2 separate regions of the Mus musculus genome follow, and region 2 is linked to region 1. Evidence: chromatin contacts called from public HiChIP or PLAC-seq data. All regions are on one chromosome and are shown on one strand. Each heading gives the region's core, a stretch centred on a gene start, on an enhancer-like site or on the middle of the called end of the contact. The rest is flanking DNA. Distances are from core to core; before and after follow the strand shown. Region 1 has its middle 9.3 kb from the start of Spi1. Region 2 overlaps Arhgap1 (Rho GTPase activating protein 1).

The links. HiChIP or PLAC-seq counts read pairs in DNA pulled down with a chosen protein or histone mark.
Region 2: an H3K27ac HiChIP or PLAC-seq map of bone marrow-derived dendritic cells shows a contact between it and region 1, with 2.9 times the contacts expected there. The contact joins two enhancer-like sites. A contact is called at or near these places in 4 of 39 promoter capture datasets (cranial neural crest, embryonic stem cells and liver) and 3 of 115 datasets of contacts at active chromatin or transcription factors (bone marrow-derived dendritic cells, bone marrow-derived macrophages and memory CD8 T cells).

Annotation. Positions count from the first base shown.
Region 1 is chr2:91,084,222-91,090,607 of GRCm38.p6, reverse strand. It overlaps a transcript of Spi1 not described here. Among named protein-coding and RNA genes, the nearest start is that of Spi1, 9.3 kb to the left of the region's middle. Within about 2 kb of position 4,062, at least 60 of the 459 cell types and tissues checked have an H3K27ac peak or open chromatin away from gene starts, as enhancers often do. A contact at or near this core is called in bone marrow-derived dendritic cells, where this site is marked.
Region 2 is chr2:91,661,581-91,667,966 of GRCm38.p6, reverse strand. Arhgap1 (Rho GTPase activating protein 1) reads right to left here. Exons shown (of 14, transcript NM_001359970.1): 5 at 5,582-5,669. Among named protein-coding and RNA genes, the nearest start is that of Arhgap1, 15 kb to the right of the region's middle. Within about 2 kb of position 2,981, at least 17 of the 459 cell types and tissues checked have an H3K27ac peak or open chromatin away from gene starts, as enhancers often do. A contact at or near this core is called in bone marrow-derived dendritic cells, where this site is marked.

The sequences.
Region 1 (6,386 bases), core at 2,813-5,312:
AGCTTGCCCTACGTGCCCTGCCCCCATTTCCTTCTAGAAGGAACTGTACCCTAACTTCATCTCTGTGATTTTTCTTTCTGTCTGGCACAGAGGTTAAACCCAGGGCCTCACATGAGCCAGGCAAGAGCTCTGCCACTGAGCTGTATCTTCCGCCCTTCCTAAATATGAAACAAAATGTCACTAAATTGCCCAGCAGGCCTGGAACTTCCTGCCACCCACACACCCACCCACACCCATCTCATTCTCTCCAGAAGCTGGGATTCCCGGCCTGTGCCTCCAGTCCCGTTTCTTTGCGGTCCTGGGGATTGAATTGAAATAAAGGTCTCACGAGGACCAGCCAAGAGCTCTGAGTTACAGCACCATCCTGTCTGCTCTTCCTTATAAACATCTCTAAAAGTGCATTTCAGTTTTTAAATTTTATTTACTTACTTACTTACTTACTTACTAGTTGAGACCATGCCAGTCTGGTTAGCCTGGATCTCACTATGTAACCTAGACTGGCTTCGTAATTTATTTTCACAACAGAAAATGGATAGAGGAAACTTGCAGGGTCTTTGGTGTTGCTCTTGAGGCCCATGGGGATGCGTGTTGCTGTGGTTCTTGTCATTTGCTGGATAGTGTCTCGTGGTCACAGTTTCTATAACCAGGTCCTTATCAACTTGGGTTATTCTTTCTTTGTTCTTTCTTTTTTCTGGCCTTGAACTGACAGGTCTTCTGTTCCTGCTTCCCGGAGGACACAGTGTATTACAGGTTTGCCCAGTTATGTTCAGCCATCTTTTGCGCTCTAACCGGGGCTGTGTTGATAAAATACATTAGTTTATACACATGTAGGGATGTGTCTAGCAAAAATGTCTAACATTTGAATTACAAGGTCAAAGGGCAGTGCGTTTTTAATTCGGAGAGAGATGATAGACAGATAAGTATTGCCTTATCTTGCACAACTGAATTGTACCAATTTATCGTCCTAATAGCAGTACACATGATGGTGCTGCAAGAGGTGGCCTTCAGAGTGACAGGGAGATCAGCAGCCTGGTAGCTGTATATCCCTTTGTCCCCTCTGGGCTGGTTGCTGATGGGGGTGGGCAGGGTGTTAATGCAATCGCAGACTAGGCCAGCCACCAGAAACCAGCAGAAGCCCTCCAACTACAGACCCTCAACCTCCCTGGCACAGCACGGCACGGCAGCCCAAAGGACTGAGAAGTGAGAGGACTCCCCTTCCCACTTTCCTCCACACAGAACCCCAGGAGCTGTGGCAGAATGCGTGTGAAAACACAGACCTTCCCATCGAGGGCTGGGAAAGCTGACCATAAAGAGCTGAGCCTGTCCGTGTACTGAAATGGCCGTCTTGCAACTTCCTCTCATGGTTGAGACACTGGGAGAGGTTCCTGGGGCCCCAGCCTGCGTTACTTAGGCCCCTCAGAGCTCCACAAGTTTTGGCCACAACACTGGGTTGGCTCTTGAGAACATTAAGATAGTCAACAAGCTGGGTGTGGTGGTGCACGCCTTTAACCCCAGCACTCGGGAGGCAGAAGCAGGTGGATTTCTGAGTTCGAGGCCAGCCTGGTCTACAAAGTGAGTTCCTGTCTCGAAAAAACCAAAAAACCAAAAGACCAAAAAAAAAAAAAAAAAAAAAAAAAAAAAAAAAAGAAAGAAAGAAAAAAAGAAAAAGAAAGTCAACAAATATTTACTTGAGTTCTCTAGATGCCAGGTGACCAGAAGAAGCGAGAATCTTCCACTGCCTGTTAGAAGCAAAGGAGCTGTAGATAAAAGGGGCAGGCATCTGGGGAAAGGGGTGCACATGCTGGAAGGTTGATATATGAAAGGAGACACGCAGAACAGAACAGTAGATTTGAGCAAGCCCTGGACGCAGGTGAGGGAAGGAACGCACAGGGCTCCAAGCATCGGGGCCACCCAGTGTCGACATCATCAGATGTGGGAACAGCAGAAGAACCCTAAGAGCAGACCCAGAGGGGGCATCAATCAGGGCTGGGGGCTGGAGTTTGACCTTGACTCTGATTGTGGGCACAGTGGTGGGTACAGTCTCACCCATCAAGATCTGAAGTCACCTCCGTTATCAACCTCCCTGGTAGCAGGCAACTGAGCCTCTGAAGTGGCTTTATATCTTGTAGACTTACTCAGCCAAGCCAGATCAGAAAAGACGGGAGAAAAAGCCTCCTGCAAGTGCTTTTTTGAGTACTGTGGGCAACTGGCGTTTATTAAGTTTCTACTGTATGCCAATGTCAGCTCCTCTGACCTGTTCGTGGTTCCACCAGGCAGGACTTATCAGTGCTATTTTGCAGGTGAGAGACTGAGGTCAGAGAGGTGAGAGTCATGCAATGGGCACACACAGTGGCTGTGGGTTAGGGGCAGAGGGCAGAGATGCCTGCAGCTCTGAGTGCCCTAGGGCCTGGCCTTCTTCAGCTGTCTCACCTCTTGGCTTCTTGTGTCTCTCCCTACCTGGAAGTCTTCCTCAGCTCTTACCTGTCCAGAGCTGGAGCCCATACCTTGGAGGCCTGTGCTGGAGCCTCCTACACTGGGAGTCCAGCTAGCCCTACCCCCATGCCAACCAGAAGACTCAACATTCCCAGAAGCTCTGCTCTTTCTCAATCTCCCACAGGCTTTGCTCACACAGGCTCTCACTGTCTTCCACACCCTACTGGACACTCCTCTAAGTGCCCTTTTTTTTTTTTTTTCAGTTTGCTCTGTCTTTCCCAAGCCTTGCCTCAGTTTCTCCTCCTGTTCTATTCCGGTTCCTGGTCCCATGTGTTCCAGGGCCGGTGACTGAGAGATACAAATCTCCAGTTCAGCCCACACTCCTCTGAATCTTACTGAACCCCGTCTCCTGCTGACCAGGCCTGCAGATGCGGAGCTCTCACCTCCTGGCCACATCACTCAGTCTCCTGCACCTCAAACCCACCGCCACCCACAGCAACTTCCGTCTGCTCGCCACGGGCAGCACCACACCTCCAGCTTGCTCACCAAGGACAAGAGCTGCTTCCCCACTCAGGCCTACCTCCTCTAAGGCGCCCCCTCTACCATCCCATCTCTAGCTCCACGGGTTCTCCCCCAACCCCCATGGATTGGCCATGTAGCCTTCTGAGTTCCTTCCCCTCTCCAGAACTTAGGCTCAGCTCTACAGAGAGACATCAACAAGAATCACCTCCTAGCCTTGTTTCCAAGACTAAAAGTCTACTTAGTATGTGCCTCTTTCATTGGCTTCTGCCAGTGCTTTCTGTGACCTGCAGTGTGACTCCCTATACCTAATTATCTTCACAACTGAGAGCCAGGAACCCACTTCTAGGGACCTCAGGCTCTTTGTCCCCAGATAGGAGCAATAATAGAAGATACCTCTGGGAATGGAGGTGGGGATTTCTCAAGGCTAACTGAGGTAGTAGGCACAGAGTCTGTGTGAGACACACATGCCTGGCATCTCAATCTGGGGAAGAAGACAGTCCCGTCTCCAGAACTCAGCATCTTGCTTAGTCCTCAGTCCCTTAAGAGCTTCCGAGAAAAGAAGTCAGAGGATTGGAAAAGAAGGGCTGTGAGATGCTTTTCTCTTCAGGTCCCCACCAACTCAAAGGCAATGTCTCTGAGCCCTCTGCTCTCAGAAAGAGAGAGCCAGCCCAGAGGACCTGGTCTTGAGCGGAGACCCCGATCAGAGTAGTGGGCTCTTTAAAAAGATAGAAAACTAATAAAGAGCTCTTACTGTGGGCCCAGCACACTTGCCTTTTCAGTAAGACTACAGACAGGAATTGCTTCTGCTTTATAGGTAAGCCATGGGCTCATTTCAGGCCACACAGGTAGAAAGGGGCATGTTTGCCTCCCCTCCAATCCCTCGATGTCTGGGAAACTGCCTGAGGGTGCATGGTCAGGGTTTTGGGATGAATGAGGGGAGCTAAGTGGAGTTTCTGAGCTCAAGTTCCTTTCTATGGGGCCTAAGGTCAGTACACAGCTACCCAAGATTGGGTGGGAGACAGCCTACTGTGTTGGACCTGCAAGGAGTTAACTTTGTGAGGGGCCTGAGTGAATCAGACACTCCGCAGGCTACAATGGAAATTCCCTGTGCATGGTGTGTGGTCACCCAGAAAAGGGAAACGGTGCTTTTCAGAGCAGAGGACAAAGGGGGCTGGAGCCTGGGAGCAGATGCCTGCCCGGGTGGGGCTGGCAAGGGTATTGTGAACCAGGAGACCTGGCCGCTGGTTCTGTTCAGGCTCTGGAAAGAGGAGGCAGGTGAGGAGCTGCCAGGCCGGGCCCGGTGTGTCTGACACATACCCTATGGTGTGTCTGAGGGCCTCGGTAGGTTGGTAAGGAATTCAGCAAAGTCAAAAGCAAGGAAAGGCACCCAGACCATGGGAACCACTGAAGCCAAGGCCTGTGGCTCAGCATGGAGAGCCCATCGTCCTTACTCTCTCCTGTCACGCACACGCCATCCCAAGCAGCCCCTCTCCAGTACCTCCTTTCCCCAGCCCAAGCAATCCTCACTGCTCCGCTGTTCCCCCACAGCCCTCTCTTGAAGCTCTTGGGATTGTGTTGTTCATCTGCCCATTGGATTATAGGTTTCTGGGGTCAAAAGATAAGTCTCAGCTGTAGAGACACTGGGAACCCGACAAAGGGCTGGCATGGTATACCAACTAAATGTTTGTGAGGAATCAGAGAAGACAGGTAGGGCTCAGTCAGCTATCTTTGGACCAAGCAAGTTAAGACTAGCACCTTCCCTCAGCCAGGACATGGCAAGAAAGGAGGATGGGGTGAGCAGAGAAGACCGGGGGGTACCAGCATGAGTAGTATACAGCCGGGGAAGGTGACAAGCTCATCTCTAAGGCCCGCTTTCTCCTCAGGACATCTCTCTCTCTGTCCTTGTCATATCTGGGAAACGTCTCTCTTGCCAGGAGGGAGACTGAGGAATGGAGCGGGGTAGGCAAAGGAGAGGCCATGTCATTGAGATGCTTTTGAGCAGTGTGCCCTTGGATGCATGGCTTCCTCCCAGGGCCTCTGTTTCCACTTTATGACAGATGAGGAGATTGTTTTGTTTCCAAGACAAATAGATGACTGTGAGCTTTAAGCTGCTGTATCAATGTGGGGAGGCTGTCTATCCTCAGTAGAGGTTTTCCCCGTTGTTTTTTAACCAAAGTCTCATGTAGTCCAGGGTAGCCTTGAATGTGGTACTTATAGGAGGACAACCTTGGGCTTCTGATCCTCTCGCACTGTGTGCCACCGCAGCTGTTCATACAGTGCTGGGAACCAAACTCAGGGCTTTGTGCTAGATAAGCACACTACATACTGAGCTACATTCTCGGCCTCCAAGTAATGGGTTTATGTTGTCAATCATTTGTCTATTTTGAAGGACCAACCTACTACTAGTTCCTAGGCAGTGCTGATCCTAGCTATCTCAACTCAAGTCTGGACTGTGCAAACGCCTGCGACCCTCACAAGCCTGATCTGACACGGGGATGAAATCCAATTTGAATAGAGAGATGTCCAGGGCTTCTTGCCAGGGCCCCTGGGGACTCCAGTACCACCCAAGCCTGCTAGATCTCTTGGCCCTTACTTGTCCATTGTGAAGGTTAAGAGCGGGCAGAGAAGCCGCCCTTGGGTGGAGACCAGAAGCACTGTGGCGGCCATTGAGGTTGAAGCTTTTCCAGGCGTGAAAGGGAACCGAGAACTGTGGGAATGTGTTCCTGCAGCCCAGGGTGAGCTGAGGCTGGTGGGAAGGAACAGCTCCAGGAGCTCTGATTGTTGGGGTCCTGGGATGAAAAGAAGGTGACCCCCAGGAACATTCTGTGGGAGTTAGAGGTCACCGTGAGGTGCTTGCAGGGACTCTTGAGCTGACCAGGCGGTGGGAGGTTGGGGAGCTATGCGGGGAAGGAAAGAGGAAGCCATGGGGAGAGGGGGCTGGGCCAGTGGGGATGGAGTGGGAGTGGGGGCTGGGGACCTGGAGCCACTTTGGCCACAGCCACTTCACTTCTCCCGGTTTCGGTTTGTAAATAGCTGCCCGCTCTGACTCCGTGTGTGCAGGCGAAATGTGCCCTGTCCCTCTGTGACCTGTGTCCAGTGAGGTTTGGGTCTGAGGGGCTTGCAGATGCTTAGGCCTGAGATTCGAGGATCACACTCAGCTTTTGGTCTGAGTGGGTGGGTTCTGATGAGCCCAGCATTGGGCAGTCCGACCTGTGGGCACTGAGGTAATGCAGCTGGACCGGAGGATCTGCGGAACTTGATGACCTGGCCAGATGGCGCTTATTTATAACTGGGCCTCCATGGCCAGGGCAGCTGCTGTGTCGCCAACTCAGCCAACTCAGCACTCAGGCAGCCCCAGGGCACAGAACTGTAGAGGCCCCTGAGCCCGAGTCTCAGGCTCAGAGGATTCTGAAGCTTCAACTGGGCCCCTC
Region 2 (6,386 bases), core at 1,732-4,231, 580 kb before region 1:
CCTGCTATCATTTGGCTATGTAATCCACAGCCGCTTTCCAGGAAGGAGGTAGAGGGTGGGCCTAAGGCAGAAGTGAGTATGCAAAAGCCCTCATTGTGAGCAGCAGCAGCAGCAGTCAGGGGCCCTGAGCTGCAGACCGGGCTGTGTAAGCACAGTTGACAGGGTTTGACATTGGAATCTCCATGAGGCAGTAACAAGCACAGTCACTGATATTGGAAAAAAGCTTTCAGTGTTTGCCAAGTACCTCTAATACCTCATTCTTCCCTCGGAACAACTGAGGCTAAAGTTAACACATCTTACTAATGAGGGCAATCTGCAGAGGTCAAGTGCTTAGCCAAGGTTTCAGCTGTGGTAGGACCTAGTAGTGAAGTGACCAACTCCAAGACTGCACTCTAGACCTTGGAACAGTTCTGCCTATTTTATATGATCTGTGGTACAGTTTATAAAATACTGTGTTTATGAAAGGACATCAGGAAGACCAGAAGCTCAACTATTCCCATCCCTAGGCTCTTAATGGACCACAAAGCCATACGCCTCATGTTCCCTATGCTCACAGTAGGGTATGTACCCCCAACATACACACACACACACACACACACACACACACACACACACACACATACTCACATTGAGCACACTGGAAAGTTTGGAAGTAATGAACAATAGGGAGGGGGAAGAGCCTAGGGTAAGACCTCTTAGAAGACAGATAATCAATCAGCTCCTTGGCTCTAGTAGGGAAGCCAGTCTATGTTGGACAGGCACAATGCTAAAAACATCCAAAAGGAGGGAAGTCTGAGAGAGTGCCCAGTGGCTTGACTACCGACCTGCCCTAGAGTCAGAGGCCTAATGACTAGTCCCCGGGTGCAGAGCTGGACCAGCACAGGTAGGCAGGGCATATGTGTACTAATGCTAGATGACCAGATTCTGACCAGTATTAGACCAAGAATACTTGAGCCCTTATTCACACTTCCACACCGGAAGTTTACAAAGGGCAAAGGGCTGTCACATAAAACGATGGCATTTGCATTTAGGAAAGGAGCAAAGATGACAGTAAAGTGGACGACACCCTCATCCATGGATACATGCAGTAACCTTTGTGTGCAATAAAGAGATGCCTATCAGAAGCTGGGCAGCGCACCCCATCTCTGATCACAGAAAAGCATGTTGAGGACTCTTTCCTGAGGAAACAGAGGAGTAGAAGCATTCTTGTAGGAGACTGTTCATTCCAGAGTTTTATTACGGAAAAAACAACAACTAAGTAGCCAGCAAATTGTCCAGTATCAGGAGACTGGCTCAATAAATCATGGGACATCTATAAATAGACTATCTCACAGGATGCTTCTACAGGCAGGGCTAAGCTGTGAAGTCAGGCATCACAACAGCGGTCAGCCCTGAGGCAGACACTGGAAGAGCCAATTGGAAGTGGGGTGCGGATGGGGTGACACTGATAGGTATGGAGTTGCTGTTTTATTTTGTATGTAGGTTTTTCTGAAAAAAGGTCGCACTCTGTAGCTCAGGACATGCCAGGAACTCAAAATCCTCCTTCATAAGCTTCCCAAGTGCTGGGACTGAGGCCAGGCATCATCAGATACAGATTCACAAGGAACCAACCGGGTGCAGTGATGCTCAGGAGGCTGAAGGAAAGAGGGCACTTGAGCCCTTGTGTTTAAGGTCAGCTTGTGAAACAAAATGAGAGCTGCCTTGAAGATGAAAAAAAAGTAGTACACTATTTGTTACTTTTCTATGTGCATATTAGTGCAGAAGATGAAAAAACAACATGTTTTGTGTGGGGTTTTGGTAGTAAAAGGAAAGGCGGAGTTTCACTGCTTAAGAGTCTGCACTGGAACTTCTTTTTTTTTTTTTTAATGCCTTTTTGTTTATTTGTTTTTTAAGCTAAGACATTTAAATCTTTTCTTTTCTTTTTTTTTTTAAAGGTTTATTTATTTATTATATGTAAGTACACTGTAGCTGTCTTCAGACACTCCAGAAGAGGGCATCAGATCTCGTTATGGATGGTTGTGAGCCACCATGTGTGGTTGCTGGGATTTGAACTCCTGACCTTCGGAAGAGCAGTCGGGTGCTCTTACCCACTGAGCCATCTCACCAGCCCCGCACTGGAACTTCTTATGTAGACTACGTTGGCCTAGAACTCATAGACGTACAATTGCTTCTGTTTCCCAAGTGCTGGGATTAAAGGTGTGTACCCACTATGCCCAGCTAAATAATGGTTTTTTGTGGGGGGTGTTGTTGTTTTTGTTTGTTTCTTTGTGTACCCTTGTCTGTTCTATAACTCACTCTGTAGACCATACTGGCCCTGAACTCACAGAGATCCTCCTGCCTCTGCCTCCCAAGTGTTGAGATTAGATTCAAATCATGCACCACCACTACCCTGCTAAATAACATGTTTTTGGTTTGGTTGGGTTTGGTTTTTCGAGACAGGGTTTCTCTGTATAGCCCTGGCTGTCCTGGAACTCACTTTGTAGACCAGGCTGGCCTCGAACTCAGAAATCCGCCTGCCTCTGCCTCCCAAGTGCTGGGATTAAAGGCGTGCGCCACTACCACCCAGCATAACATGTTTTAAAGAATGTCTCTGAGAATGTTGTAGACACGGAAGATGAAAAAAATTATATAAGACATAAAAATGAATACAGTGGTTTTTTTTCTGGATGACAGGTCTGTGAGACTTCATAAATTTACAGTTTTTTTTTTCCTGAATAACTACTTATATATTTTTAACTTCCCAAAATTGCAATCCTCTAAAACTATGCATGCTAGATTTCATTATTACCCACAACAACTCTCTGAGGAAGACATCATGTAAACAGAACTCAGAGAGCTACCTCCAAGCACACAGCTAGTTAAAATACAGAGCTCTAGCTCAACTGGTATTTTCCATTTCAACCTCCTAGATCTGGGTGAGGAGTGGGGAAAGCCAAGTCTGATGTAACAGGACTGAAAACAGGGCACACAGAGCCAGTGGAAGCACAGTCTGCTCTCAGCAGGGATGGTGACCAGGCAGGCAGGGTGTGTGGGGGGTAGGCAGTGAGATGATGTGTCTGTCTATCTGTCTGGATGTGTGTGTGGTATGTGATGTGTGTGGTGTGTGTGTGTGTGTGTGTGTGTGTGTATGGTATGTATTTGATGTGTGTAGTGTATGTATGATGTGTGTAGTGTGGTGTGTGTCAGTATGTGTGTGGGGGGGAAGTAGGGAATGGGATGGTGTGTGTGAGATATGTGTCTATGTGTGTGTGGTGTGTATGTGGTATGTATGTCTGTGTGTGATGTGTGTGGTAAGTGTGTATCAGTATGTGTGTGTGTGTAGTAGTAGTAGTAGTAGGGAGGTAGGGAATAGGATGGTGTGTGTATGAGACGTGTATCTATGTGTGTATGATGTGTGTCTGTGTGTGTGATGTATACGGTATGTGTCTTTGTGTGAGTGTAAGTGTGTGTGTGTGTGTGTCTGTATATGTGTGGTATATGCCTGTGTGTCTTTGTGGTGTATGTGTATGTGTCTGAGATGGTGTGTATAAATGTGGTGTGTGTCTCTATGTGTCTGTATGTATGGTGTGTGTGTGTCTGTGTGTGGTGTGTGTGTGTATGGTGTGTATCTGTGTAGAGTATGTCTCTATGTGTGTAGTATGTATGGTGTGTATTTGTATAGTGTGTGTCTCTATGTGTCTGTATGCATGGTGTGTGTGTGTGTTTGTGATGTGAGTATGTCTATGAGGTGTGTGTGTTTGTGTTTGTCTGTGTGTGGTGTGTGTGTATGGTATGTATCTGTTTAGTGTATGTCTCTATGTGTGTAGTGTGTATGATGTGTATCTGTATAGTGTGTTTCTCTCTCTCTGTGGTGTGTGTCTGTGTGTGTACAGTATGTGTATGGTGTATGTCTGTGATGTGTGTGTGTCTGTATGTGTGGTGTGCGTATGATGTATGTCTGTGTCTGTGAATAGAAGGAAGACAGGCAGCTGCAAATTGCCCAGGGATTCTTGAGACTAAAGGAAAACCCCAGATAGGCACAACTTCCTCAGCAACTGCCCCTAAAACCAAGGTGCTTTCCAACTGCCTAGGACTTCCCTCACTGGACCTAATACCTGGCCGCAAGTCTGCTACCTGGTACACCAGGCATGGCACAAAAGCTAGAGGGGGTTTGTAACTCAGCGTCCTTAGGTTGAACTCTAAGGTGAGGATTCCTGGCTGGACATATGATGGCCCTCCAACCAGACTCTGCCTGCTCTATCTAAGGAGCCAAGGAAAGAGAAGTCACAGGGTGGGGTGGGGGACGGACAGATGGACAGACAGACAGCACCCGAGGCCTTATAGACACAGCACAAGGAATGAGCTTCTGCCTCACCACGGGCCAGCTGAGCCTTTCTTCTGTGGTCCTCAAGCCTGTCCCCGAGATCACTACAATCCTCACGTGCACAACATTCAGGGTGTCAAGGAGCTACTGTAGGTGGTGCACATACGTCACATGTTAGAGAGCACTTTAAACTGGCCAGGAAAACGGACATGATGGCCACTCTGAGCACACTGACAGCAGTTTCTACCCTGCTTCAACCATTCTCCTTCAAACACTGGTGGTTTGAAGGATAATGGCCCCTACAGGTTCATGTATTTGAATCCTTAGTCACCAGAGAGTAGAGTTTGAGGAAGATTAGAAGGATCAGGTGTGACCTTGTTGGTTTTTATTTTATGTGTATGGATGTTTTGCCGGCTGGAATGTCTGTGTACCATATGCATACAGGACTTGTGGACGCCTGTAGAACGCATCAGATCCCCTGAAACTGGAATTAGACTCTTGTTAGCAGCCACATGGTTGCTGGGGATTGAACCAGGATCCTGTGGAAGATCAGTCAGTGCTCTTAACCACTGAGCATGTCTACATGTGAGTGTGTTTCCCTGTTGCCTACAGATCAGGATGTAGCTCTCAGCTACTTCTCCGGCGTGGCATCATGCCTGCCTGCCATGCTCCTTACCATGATGACAACAGTCTAACCCTCTGAAACTGTAAGCCAGCCCCTAACTAAATGCTTTCTTTTATAAGAGCTGCCTTGGTCATGGTGTCTGTTGACGGCAATAGAGAAGTGACTAAGACAAGCAGCCTTTGGACTTGTGCTAGGAAAGATTCTAACATACATATATGCTAAGCAGACACCCCACAGGTACAAAAACCACTGACAGCAAACTTGGCACAAAGTAAGATAATGTTAATTATGATTATAAATAGAAATGATTAAGAATCAAGATTACATCAGAAATACCAGAGTTATACATATTTGGATATATTTACTTTTCAAGATTATTTTCTGGTACATTATCTCACTCCTGTCAAGAAAGAGGCCACAGGCTTCATTATCTTCTCTGAATGACGAGAAACTAAGGCTCTAAGATACTTGCCAAGGTCACAGTCTCTAGGACTCTGACTCCTTGTCTAGTCCTAGTGCTCTCCCCCTTAAGGATGAGAGGTCACATTAAGGAAGGAAACCTGGTTGGGGGGGGGGGGCGTAGATGAAGGGAAATGGCTCCAGGCTACTCAGGATCTAGAGAGGTGCCACCCCACTTCCCCACAGGTACTCACCCCAAGAGCTTGCTGTGGTCCAGCTGGTGGCTGGGGGGCATCCGGCAAGCACTGAATACAATGATCTTCCGCCCATACTTATCATCACCTGAGTGTGAAGAAAGATGGAGTGCAGTGGGTGAAAGGTGGACCAGAGTAGTGGGCGGGGCTTAGCAAGTACCCACCTGGGGCCTGTGTCAGTGAGTGTAGGGGCTTGAGAATCTCATGTCCATTCCTCAAGGGCATGCTGGGTGCAGTTGCTTTCAGGGGCACTGAAGTGGGGCAACCTCCCAACAAATTTTAACCTTGCTTTTTTTTTCTCATTAATATTTGTATTGATTATTTGAGAATTTTCTATCCTGGAACCTGAGCACACTCACTTCCCAGTCCTCCCAGGTCTTCCCTGCTGACCCTGTGGATCTCCCCCAACTCTTTCTCTTTCTCAACTGTGAGTCTGCATCATCGATAGCTTCCTTGTTCTTCACAGTCATCATCAGGAACACAGATCACAGACTTACACATGTTAACCTTGCTCTTTAACCCAGTCATGGTGACATACACTTGTAAACCCACACTTTGGAGGTAGAGTCAGGAGGATCAAGAGTTCAAGACACTTAATAGGTCCAAGGCCAACCTGGGATACTTAAGATCTAGTCTCAAAAAAAAGTCACATTGAAACTGAGTAGAGTGGTGTGGTATGTGGTGAGGACCTTTAATCCCGGCCCTCAGGTTGCAAACAGAAAAAACTAAGTTTGAGGCTAGCCTTGTCTGCATAGCAAGTTCCAAGATAGCAAGGCTATATAGTGAGACCTTGTCTTACTAAGTA